2 separate regions of the Danio rerio genome follow, and region 1 is linked to region 2. A link is a contact called in public Hi-C data. All regions are on one chromosome and are shown on one strand. Each heading gives the region's core, a stretch centred on a gene start, on an enhancer-like site or on the middle of the called end of the contact. The rest is flanking DNA. Distances are from core to core; before and after follow the strand shown.

The links. Hi-C and Micro-C count contacts between places; a contact is called where the count stands out from the background.
Region 1: a Hi-C map of embryo shows a contact between it and region 2, with 2.2 times the contacts expected there. The contact joins the enhancer-like site here to the promoter of nr2f1a in region 2. A contact is called at or near these places in 7 of 18 Hi-C or Micro-C datasets (caudal fin, embryo, fibroblasts and 2 more) and 3 of 4 datasets of contacts at active chromatin or transcription factors (caudal fin, embryo and pancreas).

The regions. Positions count from the first base shown.
Region 1 is chr5:53,949,796-53,955,967 of GRCz12tu, forward strand. The region is part of intron 8 of arb2a (ARB2 cotranscriptional regulator A); the gene reads right to left. Among named protein-coding and RNA genes, the nearest start is that of nr2f1a, 140 kb to the left of the region's middle. Within about 2 kb of position 2,661, at least 18 of the 62 cell types and tissues checked have an H3K27ac peak or open chromatin away from gene starts, as enhancers often do.
Region 2 is chr5:53,813,049-53,819,243 of GRCz12tu, forward strand. nr2f1a (nuclear receptor subfamily 2, group F, member 1a) reads left to right here and starts at 3,013. Exons shown (of 3, transcript NM_131180.1): 1 at 3,013-4,147; 2 at 5,444-5,971. The coding sequence starts at 3,715. It overlaps linc.0464 (lincRNA gene 0464), which reads right to left and starts at 1,326. Exons shown (of 3, transcript XR_223641.6): 1 at 1,233-1,326.

The DNA of each region.
Region 1 (6,172 bases), core at 1,411-3,910, 140 kb after region 2:
ACTACACAGTCCAGTTGCTATGAGACCCCAATCAGTAGAAACCCAATTAAAGACACAAGGATGATTCTGGACCAGCTAGACGAAATGGTCCATCCGATAGCGGCTAAATCCTGCAGCTGATGAGGACAAAATACCCCCGTTGTCATATATCCTTGCCCCCCCTTCCCCCATTCTCTCACTCTTCCCCTCTGCTTGACCTCTTCAATGACCTCTACTGTAAAATACAACATTTAGCACTTTAAGTGGCTTCACGTCACGTAGTGAGCTAATTGCTCGACTTCAGTTGTTGGAAATCGCATTTTCCTTAATGAAGCTGACCGCAATAGAGCAGCTTTTTATATTTGCTGCTGCATTTGGGAACTCAGAATAGTGTGAAACACACACACACATGCAAAAAGGAGAGTTTAACGATAAGAAAAGCGGGGAGGCGACTCTCGTGCGGCGATAAATACTCCGCCATTTCAGCCGTCCCAGCGACAAAAGCGAACGCTCTCCACGAGACTTACATGCAAACACACAAGCAATAAGACAATTATTTAGGGCTTTGATAATTACGTGTCAAAGGCAGTGCAAGTCACCAGATAATTAGGTGAGAACTGAATGGTAATCCACAATGGCGTCCCTGGAGGCAGGGAGAAAAAAAAAACACTCAACACATTCCCAGAAGAATGAGAGAGGAATAAAGTAGCTAAGAGATAAATAAATAACATTGGCTTTAAAAAAGCAACGTGCTTACCAACAAATAGCACCATGAAAAAGCAGCAATTACCATGGTGAGGAAAGACAGTGCTGATACACACACACACACACACACACACACGTGCGGGTGAATCCAGATGCGGGCTGATTCAGGAAGCCATGCTCTTAGCATCGGTGCTGAGTCCAGACTAATGCATCCAAACTGCTGCCATAATCTGGACATCCCACTGCGTGGTAAAATGAAGCTTAAATATTTGATTGATTAACTGTCCAATTACGACCGGCGAGAGAGGGCCAACACTGTGCATAGATGCACAGCGCGCACAGCTTACATACATGCACATCCGCATAACAGCAGTATGTCTTGGCAAGCATCTAAACTGGCCCTAAAACATATTTGGACACTTGCAGGAAGAAACTCTTAAGAACGTATGAATATCAAAAGCCTTAAGAAATTTGGTGGCGATGACAGGATCTAATAATCTCAGAAAACGAGAGAACGTTAAAACCTCCTATAGTGTAAATCATATAAAGTTATGGTTTGCTTAAATGTTGCACCATGGAAAAAAATAAATAACCTACAGACGCCTCCAACATTGAGCAATAGCTCATTTCATTTTTCAGACTTCAATACGATAATAATGTTGACATTTACATTGGTCTACAGAAAAAATCCGAAGTGAGCTTAAAATGTTCAATGCTTAAAGTGACATTTAAATGCTTAACTAGGTTAATTAGTTTAACTAGGCAGGTTAGGGTAATTAAGCAAGTCACTGCATAACGATGATTTGTTCTGTAGTCTGTTAAAAATAAAAGTAGCTTAAAGGGGCTAATAATTTTGACCCTAAAATGCTTTTTTTTTAAAAACTAAAAACTGCTTTTATTCTAGCTGAAATAAATCAAATAACACTTTCTCCAGAAGAAAAAATATTATCAGAAATACTGTGAAAATGTCCTTGCTCTGTTAAACATTATTTGGGAAATACTTGAAAAAGAAAAAAATAAATAAATAAATCAAAGGGGGGGCTAATAATTCTGACTTTAACTGTGTATATATATATATATATATATATATATATATATATATATATATATACATATATATATAGCATTTGGTCTGTGCATTTTTCTAAAGTAATTACCACATCAACGAGTCTCAATAATCTATATTACTCATTCAAAACAGGTATAATCAGTGTAAATATAAAAGCTATAAAGAAAGTAGCACTTGCTAATCATCTTGAAAATGACCAATGATCACTCGTTCACTCCAGACATCTAAATGGTTATGGAATTATGTGCACAATAAATGCTTAAGCAGTCTTCGGTTGGGACCATTTAAGCGTCTTTGCTCACTTAAATCACTTCTGCTTGTTCGCTAAACTGAACACCCAATCAGAGTAACTACAGTAACATCAACAGCCCTGGTCGATGCAACTTGCTGATTTGGGTAAACTGGATTGTTAGCCAGACTAGAGCCGATGAAGCACACTGCAAAAAAAGTAGCCTCACAGTAGCTTTTCAATCACCTGACTTTGACTCGCCGCCGGCAAGTCTTGAACCGACAGTCTAATATAAGTGCACAGTTTAAAGTCTAATTTATGCAATATGTATGTGACAAACAAATTTTTGTACAACCTGCTGACTGAAAATAATACAAATTTGTTGACTTTCCTTCAAATAAATGCTGTTTGGTTTGAAAGTTCAATGGTGTCACACTAATCTCAGCATCCTTTGATAGCATTGTGCTGACCCCACTAAGACCATCTAACCTCCGGAGCCAAGAGGGGCTCCAAAGGAGGTGGCCTTTCCTCATTCTCCAGGTCCAAGAGGCCACAGGCCAGCCCTCATTCCTCCGGCCCCCCTCTCAGGCTGAAAAAACAGCGGCAGCAGTCCTGGAGCTCCGACACCCTGCACAGGAAAAGACAACACTCGTGTCTTCCCCTGCTTTGAAGCCTGGGCCTCAGCGCCTGCCCGTCCTTTGTCTTTGGGGCAGGAAGGAAACCCTAAGCACCAGGACACTATGAGGCCCTGGGGAGGCAGCGTGTGCGTCTGTGTGGATATATCTGACCCCTGCAAACGTCCAGCCAGGAGTATATTCTAGGTACATGTGCATTTATAGGCACCGCAGTGGAGCTTGACAGGCAGGTTTTGATTTATGCACACTAGTAAGTGGACAGAAAGTGGCAATAACTTCCTCTTCTACTTCCAGTTGCTGAGTGGAACGCCACGTGTAAAGGATGACATCGGCCAGAGTGTTGTCCCGGAAAGGCTGGGCCAGAATGGGGTATCAGTGGACCTATGTGAGTGGGGATGGGGCAACTATGGACAGACACACACACATACACATACACACGTCAGCAAAGGCGGGCGAGGAAAAGGAAGCCGGGTAAATATTTACTGACACAGCACAAGCAGTGAGCGTTTGACACCTACTGGAAACAAAAGCGAGAGGATAAGGAGCGGCGTGCCAGGAAAGGCAGCGGTGCTGTGTCGAGCTTGCACTCATGGAAAACAAGAGGAAAAGAGGGAAACATGGGGGCAGGATGAGTGAAAGAGCAAGTGAAGGGGGCACAGGCGTGGGGGGCGCTTGGGCATCAGTCACTGTCGAATAAAGGCCACACACAGGCGACTCCTGAGGTTTGAAGCTCTTTAAGGCCTTCAGAACTGTTTATGCTTCAATTATCAATACATACCAACATATTACCATGTTCTTGGCAGTGCTATAACGTTACTATCTGATCCTATTACTGTACCAAAATACTGCCAAAGAATAATTGTCAAAGGTTTACATGTTAGACATGGTAGGATGATGGAATTTCTTCTTGACCTCAACATTAATTGTATATAAACTCAATTACATTACTCTAACTAGGAGTTTGGAGTAAAGACAGTTCATACCAAGTATGATAAGTAAAAAAAGTAAATGATTAAATAGAAAGCTCAACATATTTGAGTACACCCCCCACAAATCTTTCATTTAAATGTATATTTTCTATAGGAAGTTATACAATATTATATTTGTGCATATACATTTGATTAGCCAGTACAGAAGCCAAATCTGGAGCTTATCTAACAAAATAAGATAATAGTTTAAAATTAGTACACACACATTTATACATTAAACCCCCTTTGAATATTTTTTTTTCCTTTTTTAAAGGAAGCTCCAGTCTCCACTTCACTTCCTAATCTGCAATTGCCTCTCTGAATATCACACTAAATGTACTCAAAAAAAAAAATTAATAAAATAAATGAATAAAAATACTAGTACTACTAATACTTTCCTTCTTAGACTTTACAGACCTGAAACTTGCCTATAGCACTAATTCATTGTTGCTCTTATAGTTGTGTAAATTGCTTCCTTGTCCTCATTTGTAAGTCGCTTTGGATAAAAGCTTCTGCTAAATGACTAAATGTAAATGTAAATGTAAATATTTTTCAAATGATGCTGAACAGAGCAAGGAAATTTTTACAGTATGTCTAATAATATATATATACTTTTTTCTTCTGAAAAGAGTCTTATTTGTTTTTTTAGCTAGAATAAAATCAGTTTTTATTTTTTTAAAACATTAAGCTTAAACTTATTTATTATTTTAATATTTTATACATATATTTTTTATTTTATAAGCTTATTTAAACTTATTAGCACCTTTAAGCTATTTTGTTTTCGAAAGTCCACAGAACAAACCATAGTTATACAATAATTTGCCTAATGACCCCAACTTGCCTAATTAACCTAATTAAGCCTTTAAGCTGTATAGAAGTCTTTTGAAAAATAACTAGTCAAATATCATGAGCTGTCATCATGGCAAAGATAACCTAAATCAGTTATTACAGATTACTCTACAATTATGTTTAGAAAAAAAAAAAAAAATCTCTGTTTAACAGAAATTGGGGGGAAAAAAAACAGTGCGGCTAATCATTTGAGGAGGTTTAATAATTGGATTGTTAGGAAAATATCAGGGAAAAAAAAAATTTTTTTTTTTTTTTTTTTTTTTTTTGTAGTTTGTTATACTCACCCCCACCACCCCACTACTTCATTTTTCTTTTTTCACATAATGTTTAAATATGTAATCTTTATATTCTTTAAAATGTTTGGTGACTAAAATATTATTTAATAAATGCATCTATTTAATAAATTAGTTTTGTTCAAACGCACCAAAATAAATTAACTATATTCACTTACAAATGGATAAAAATATTAATATTCAAAATGGGGCGTACTCAATTACTAGATACTACAAATACAATAACAACTCAAAAAAATAAAAATAAAAATCATTGCTGGAATTTGTCTTTGCTTTTTTTTTTTTTTTTTTTTTTAAATCTGATGAATAATACAAATGTCAAAACTGATCCTACTTTCAAGGGCACAAGCATTTAAACCAGAATAAGCAGAATGCTATATACTGAATTCATGTAGATTTTCGGTGTGAATGAGCCTTGATGTATAACAAATATGCTTTATTTTAGATATCTGGCAGCGTATTGATGAAGAATTAAATGCACAGATAGTGCACCAGCAGTGTTCGAGTGTGTGCGCTCCCATTTTTGTGCTCATCAGAGAAAGAGGGGCCCTGGAGCAGCTGTGCCTGGCACAGGGCCCATGAGGAGAGATCTCAGTTTGGATGATAAAAGGCTGATGGGGCCCCTCATTTTGGACCCGTTCTGCATTGATCCTGCAGTGCCTTGAACCCTGGAGAGAGAGCGGAGTCTGCACACTGTACCAACAAGTGTGGGAGTGCGTATCATCACTGCAAACTCTCCTTTTGTGCCTTCAGTCTTTGTTTGTATCTTCACATGTAGTGCGGCTCATTCAGCTAGCTACAACTGTTGGTGGGCAGTTGTTGATTTAGCATCGTTTTCAATTGGTCAGCTGCCACTGATTCAAAGATCCACTTTTTGAACGTCTTACTTTTATTCTAATGTCACTTATAGGTTTCCACATCAATTGACAGATTAATTTTAAACCACTAAACTAGAAATAAATCAGCTACAAAACAATATCTTTGTAAAATGCTTCATAAAATGTTTCTATTTATTTATTTTTTTTAATCTAGTACATACAGTATATATTATCACAAATGTACATGTTTTTAGAAAGAGTTTGGTGCTTACAAAGTCTGCATTTATTTTATTAAAAATATTAATGTCATAAAACTTTCAGATTTAACATGTCTTACATTTGAACTTATTTTTTAGAGCTATAGTTTTTCCTAAGTCCAAAACCAGTCTAAAAGTGATTACCGGGTGATCAAGACACATTTCTAATTATCAATATTAAAATATATACAGTTCAAGTCAGAATTATTAGCCCCCCTGTATATTTTTTCTAAACATAATAGTTTTAATAACTCATTTCTAACATCTGATTTATTTTAACTTTGCCATGATGACAGTAAATAATATTTGACTAGATATTTTCAAGATACTACTATACAGCTTAAAGTGACATTTAAAGGCTTAACTAGGT
Region 2 (6,195 bases), core at 1,763-4,262:
TTTATACCACCTAACCCTAGCGTATTTACATCCGTGCTTACTTTGTAGGAGGTCCGCCATTCGTGGGATTTTATTACTCGAACTGCTCTTCGAGAGCATGCATTATACAAAATGGTATATTTTGTTTATTGCTATTTTCAACGAGGTGCACGTACATTAAGAAACATAACATCATATTACAAATTGCATGAGGTGCTTTGAAGCAATTTATTATCATCACTTTTATTAGCATTGTTGTTGTTGTAGAAATTTTATCAAACGTGATAATATAGCACAAAGCGTACCTCTTAAACCATCACTGATTTCAAACAGGTAATATATTGGTACTTGTAGCATCATCTAAATAGTTAGCAATTTTTCGGTCATTGTTAGTTTATGGTTAACCTTTATATAGTCACGTGAATCCACTGCAACAAACTTTTCAAACATTAGTTTACATGTTATTTTAGTTCATGTCTGTCAATAAACGTTCATTACAGCTCATGACAAATGCTTTTGATGATTAATTTGCATTAACTTCTGGCCTAACTCTAAAATAAATATGAGAGAAAAAAATAAATGCATACAAAATAAATAATAGTTAATCATATATAGTGAATGTGTTTTCTATATTCTTATTTTGCAAAGCTTTAAGTATGTTTATATGTAATTTAAAGAAAGACATGAGCAGTCATTGGGGTAGACATAGTTGTAAAGCATTTTTTAGATCTGATTTAATTGCTTCATACTTACTTTATTGTTTATCGGTTTATACTTATTTTATCAGTTTTTCCAACTTTTCAGAATTGTTAAGTGTAGTACACGAGTCAGTCCTACTTTATTCAGAACAGGTCTATCGTATAATCGTCCTTTTAATCCGTTGACATTATCACTTAGACAAACAGACTGCTATCGATCTTCCCATTACGAGATCATGCAAGACGAATAGCACAGGTGAAAAGCCACTTCTTAAAGTCGAACGTTCAGTCATGTTCAGAATCACTACATTCTTAGTGTTCCTCTTGTTTTTTTCTCTTTATTTCAGATTGAGTAGACTAGTGCAAGTGATCGACGGAATTCGGTCTACCGATCGCCCGTGGACTATATTCATATTGCTTATACCTGACAGTCTAACGTTATCTGTTTGATAGGTTTTTATATTTAAGTTTGATACAAGTTTACACACATTGCTGTCTATATCTATATGAATTGCAACTAAATTTGGGATTAAATAAAGTGTTAAAAGTACCTACCTTTCGAACACGGACCAAACTGAGAAATCACCGATCCTAAGTAGCTAATACCAACCAGTCGCTGGGCGCTCGCACTTTGAATGTCCAAGTGTCCACTTTACCGTTTCTTCAGTGCTGTTTTCATGCGTGCCTTGTGTTCCCATTCGCTGTCCCTCTCCCTCTCTCCCCTCTCGCTCTCTTCCCTATCTGTGGAGTAAAACCTTGATGGTACACTTACAGAAGTTTCTCTTTGTTCGTTTTAATCTTATTCGTTTCACCTTTGCAATGAACAGAGGACAACAGCGTGTGTTTCTATGGATCTGTTTGTGGAGGGACGGAGAAGCTCCGCGGTCGAGTTGAAAATAAGCTACCTTTTTGTAACTAGAGGGTTTCTTGAACGGTCGGGTATCGGGGTTTTGTTTCCTCTTAACTTCACTTACACAGTTTTGGACTTTGATGCATTGTTTGTACAAAAAAAAAAAAAAAAAAACTTATGGTAAAAATAGGTGATAGGTGATAAAGGCTACTAAAATATTTATTAAATACTTGAATTTTAAACATTGCTGTTTTGTCCGCTAATAAGAGGCCAAAAAGCTTTTCTCCGAAAACAAAAATAAAATAAGCATCTCAAGTGGAGACATTGATAAAAAATAAAAATAAACTTGATGCTAAACAAGTTCCTGCAAAACATAATCAAAATACTTTTAAATCTGATGTTTTTAATAGCCTACTTCACTAAAAAAAATCAGAAACATTCATCCCACCGCGCAATTTGTCTACGAGTTACATTTGGAAACATGCTTTAAATGACAATAAATTACTAATTTTTCATGTCGCTGTAATTGTCTACTGTACGCTAGATGGCAGCCCGATCCAGACATTATAAGTCTGTACAGCGCAGCCTTCAGCATTCATGCTCAAAAAGCCGGTTTCCCTGCGCATTATACCAAAACTTCCCTCGTTAATAAATATGTTAAAACATGGATGGATCCATCGATGTATTTTTCTATTTTTCAATATCATTATACTTTGATTCCTCTTTTGTGCCCTGGTTTACTGCTTGATATGTTTCCTATCACTGAGAAAACATTCCGTTATAGCCTATACTGATATATCCCTCTAGTCAAACTAGTGGTAGTCATCGCGCTTCCCGGTGCTTTTTAATTTAATCGTTGTGCTGAGGATTAAGTGTAATATTGACACGTAAAAGCGAATTTTATACATCGATACGCAATTTCGAGTCGGTGGGCTATATCGGTCTGTCAAATTGCGTTAAACATTAATGGGACCTTCATAGTTCAAATCTGGACGCCGTTACGGTGTTTTTGTGTAATTAAGACTAGGGCTTTGAACAAAACACTTTCAACTTTGTGAGGTTCGCACCAGTCCTTTTGCCTCACACGCATTTGTTTATTTTTCACGTGCGCGTAGTTCGCTCATTGCTTTCATCCCGCTTTTCGCCGCTTCTTTCTGGGGTTTCTTCCTCTTTTTTTGTGACAATAGACGGTCCATTCTAATCGGGTTTCAAAGTAAATAGCAGCGCAGGGGCGAGAGCAATGTAAATTGTGCTTGTCAGAGCCCTCAGTCGTAGGTAGCGAGGAGCGAGGACTCTAACCAATGGAGTGAAGGAGGCTTGGCTAACCTTAGCCTCCCATTTTCTCTCTCCCCCCTCGATGCAGGGTTCTGACCAGTCAGTCGCCTTTGATTATCAGTTGCCAGCAGCCCCTCTCTTGGCTCCTTGACACGAGCACCATATAAGGCGCAGCGATCTCCATAGAAACGTGTCAGTTTCAATAGTAGTGTCAAAGTTCACTATATACAGACATTCGCGCAGATCTCCGTTTCGGAAACATTGCTCCGCTGGTACTCCCGTTAAAACGCATTCTTTTTGGGTCTCTGCTTCTTACATATTCCATTAGTTGCTTTTTTTCTTTTCTTTTCCTACTGGAGAGGTGAAACTACATAGCCAGTCGGGCGACGTTGCTTTTTTTCGCTGGACCAGATGAGCTTTATTCATGAACATAGATAGAGAAATCCGTTCTTCAGTGTTTCCTCCTCTCCAACCGCGAAGACGGAGAGAGGAGCAAGGAAGAAAAAAGAGGGGAATTTATTTTGCACAGCACTTTGGATCTGCGGTCCACCAGAAAGCTATTATTTTTGCTTCAACGTGAAGATTTTGTTTTTTACTGCGGTATTTTTTAAGAAAACTGTTTTTTTTTATATTACGTCTGGGATCGCTTTCTTCATTCACGATTGGGTTCCCGAATGGCTGACTGCAATTTACCTTGGAACTGGCCTCCCGACAACTGCATATCCTGATCGGGTGCCTTTCTATCGACTCCGGTATTTTGAATGTATTGACCATTTTCTGCTTCTACTTTTTTCCCTATGAGATTGAGTGCTCCGATTTGAATTCGCGCTGCCGTTCGTCCAAGACTTCCCTTTTCCCTGCTCCGATATCCGAGCGACCAGTTCGCTTGAAAGCACTTTTCGGGCCCGAGATATGGCAATGGTAGTTAGCGTCTGGCGAGATCCGCAGGAAGACGTGGCTGGAGGACCTCCGAGCGGCCCCAATCCAGCAGCTCAGCCGGCGAGGGAGCAACAGCAGGCGGCGTCAGCGGCACCACACACTCCGCAGACCCCCAGTCAGCCAGGACCTCCGTCCACACCAGGGACGGCTGGCGACAAGGGCAGCCAGAATTCTGGACAGAGTCAACAGCATATAGAATGTGTTGTTTGCGGGGACAAATCAAGCGGCAAGCACTATGGTCAATTCACCTGCGAAGGATGCAAAAGTTTCTTCAAGAGGAGTGTCCGAAGGAACTTAACATATACATGTCGTGCCAACAGGAACTGTCCTATTGACCAACACCATCGTAATCAGTGCCAATATTGTCGGCTGAAGAAGTGTTTAAAAGTGGGCATGCGGCGGGAAGGTGAATATATTTTTCTGAATACATCACACTTGCTACACAAACAGGTTTATTGTTTAAAGCAAGGTTATGCAGACCTCGCAATATTAATATGCAAACGCAAAATACTATCGTATTGAATTATTGCTAAAGAGTGTCAGAGGGCGCGTTTGTAAATACACGCGTATATATGCAAGATCAGCATGGATCTATTATAGTTTTTTTTACATAGATTGGCAAATATCGTATGCACCAATTTCAACTCGCAAATAACAATATATATTATAAAGTCACCCAGTAAACACTGTGTGTGTCAAAAAGAAAGATAAAGATTAAGTGTGTAGCTAAGCCTACGTGCTTTTACGTGTGTGCTGAAAGACGAAAAAGCTAACTACGTTCACATGCACATATAGTGTACCCTATTGAAATAAGAAGCTATAGCCTATGTTTATCTCTCGAAGTAAGATGTACAAGTCTGTTTTCACGCCGTAGCCTAGAGTAAACGTTCAGAGAGGCCTGTCTGTCCCCTCTCAGCCTAAGCTGTATGTGAACAATGGCCTTTACAACTTACACTCTAGTCTTAATAACGAGTAGTGCGAAACTGCTATTGATAATATTTAGATTCTTTTAAAAACTTAACACGTGCCCTTTGTCCTGTTTATTTTTATTCATTTATTTTTTACTTGAATTTAATAATGAAAACAAACTCTTCGTACTCGTTTGTGGACATTTTCACTGTTCCAGAGTTAGTACTCATTATTAAATTGCCTGGAAACGTGTTACTACACGTAAACCTACACATACGTATATTACAAGTATTACATATAATATTATTACAGTATAGCATTTATAATCAGACAGATGTCAGTGGCAGTGAACTAATTCTACTGAAGTCGAGATTTAAACCCGTTTTGTCCACTGTAATGTTTGCTACATGCCTATAAAACTACAAAATAACATTTCAAACGAATTTTCATGTGCGTGCGCGTGTTTGTGGAGACATAAATAGACACAAACACAGCGAGTGAGAGAGAGATAGCTAGCGTTTGTATGTCTCCATATTCTGTCCATATACAAAGGTAAACATTTACCATCCAATAATAAATGAGGTTAGTAGGGATACAAGGACCATGTGAAAAGATTTTTCTTCGAAACGCAATGCCTCACAAATAAATATTAAATATTGTGCAATTTTGTTGCAATTTCGTATATGATAAACAGCAGTCTAGACTGCTCATGCACTCGAAGTAAAGCTTCCACATCAATGATGTTTCTCAGTTCTGGATGTACATTTCCTCTCCCTTTCTTTCTTTTTGTCAGCGGTTCAGCGAGGAAGAATGCCTCCAACCCAACCGAACCCGGGCCAGTATGCGCTAACGAATGGGGATCCTCTGAACGGTCATTGCTATCTCTCCGGATACATCTCGTTACTACTTCGGGCCGAGCCTTATCCTACGTCTCGCTATGGCAGCCAGTGCATGCAGCCCAATAATATTATGGGGATCGAGAACATCTGTGAGCTTGCAGCTCGTCTGCTCTTCAGTGCAGTGGAATGGGCAAGGAACATCCCTTTCTTTCCCGATCTGCAGATCACCGACCAGGTGTCATTGCTCAGACTGACATGGAGCGAGTTATTTGTGCTAAACGCGGCTCAGTGTTCCATGCCCCTACATGTGGCCCCACTGCTCGCCGCTGCCGGCCTGCACGCCTCGCCCATGTCGGCGGATCGCGTCGTGGCCTTCATGGATCACATTCGTATCTTCCAGGAGCAGGTCGAGAAGCTCAAAGCACTGCACGTCGATTCTGCTGAATACAGCTGCATTAAGGCAATAGTGCTCTTCACGTCAGGTGAGTGTGTGAGACGAGGCCTACTCGCAGACATAAGGGGCATTGCAATATGGTACGAATAAGCTTCGGCATCGAAGCTATATCTCACTAGTGGGTCTTAAGCTAGCTTTTTATTTTGGTATCTCTTAGCGCACAATTAATGACGTGTGATTGATTAAAAGCCATTTGCCAATATTTAATGTTTAATGTTATGCAAAATGTCACGTTACTGTTATTAACGCAGT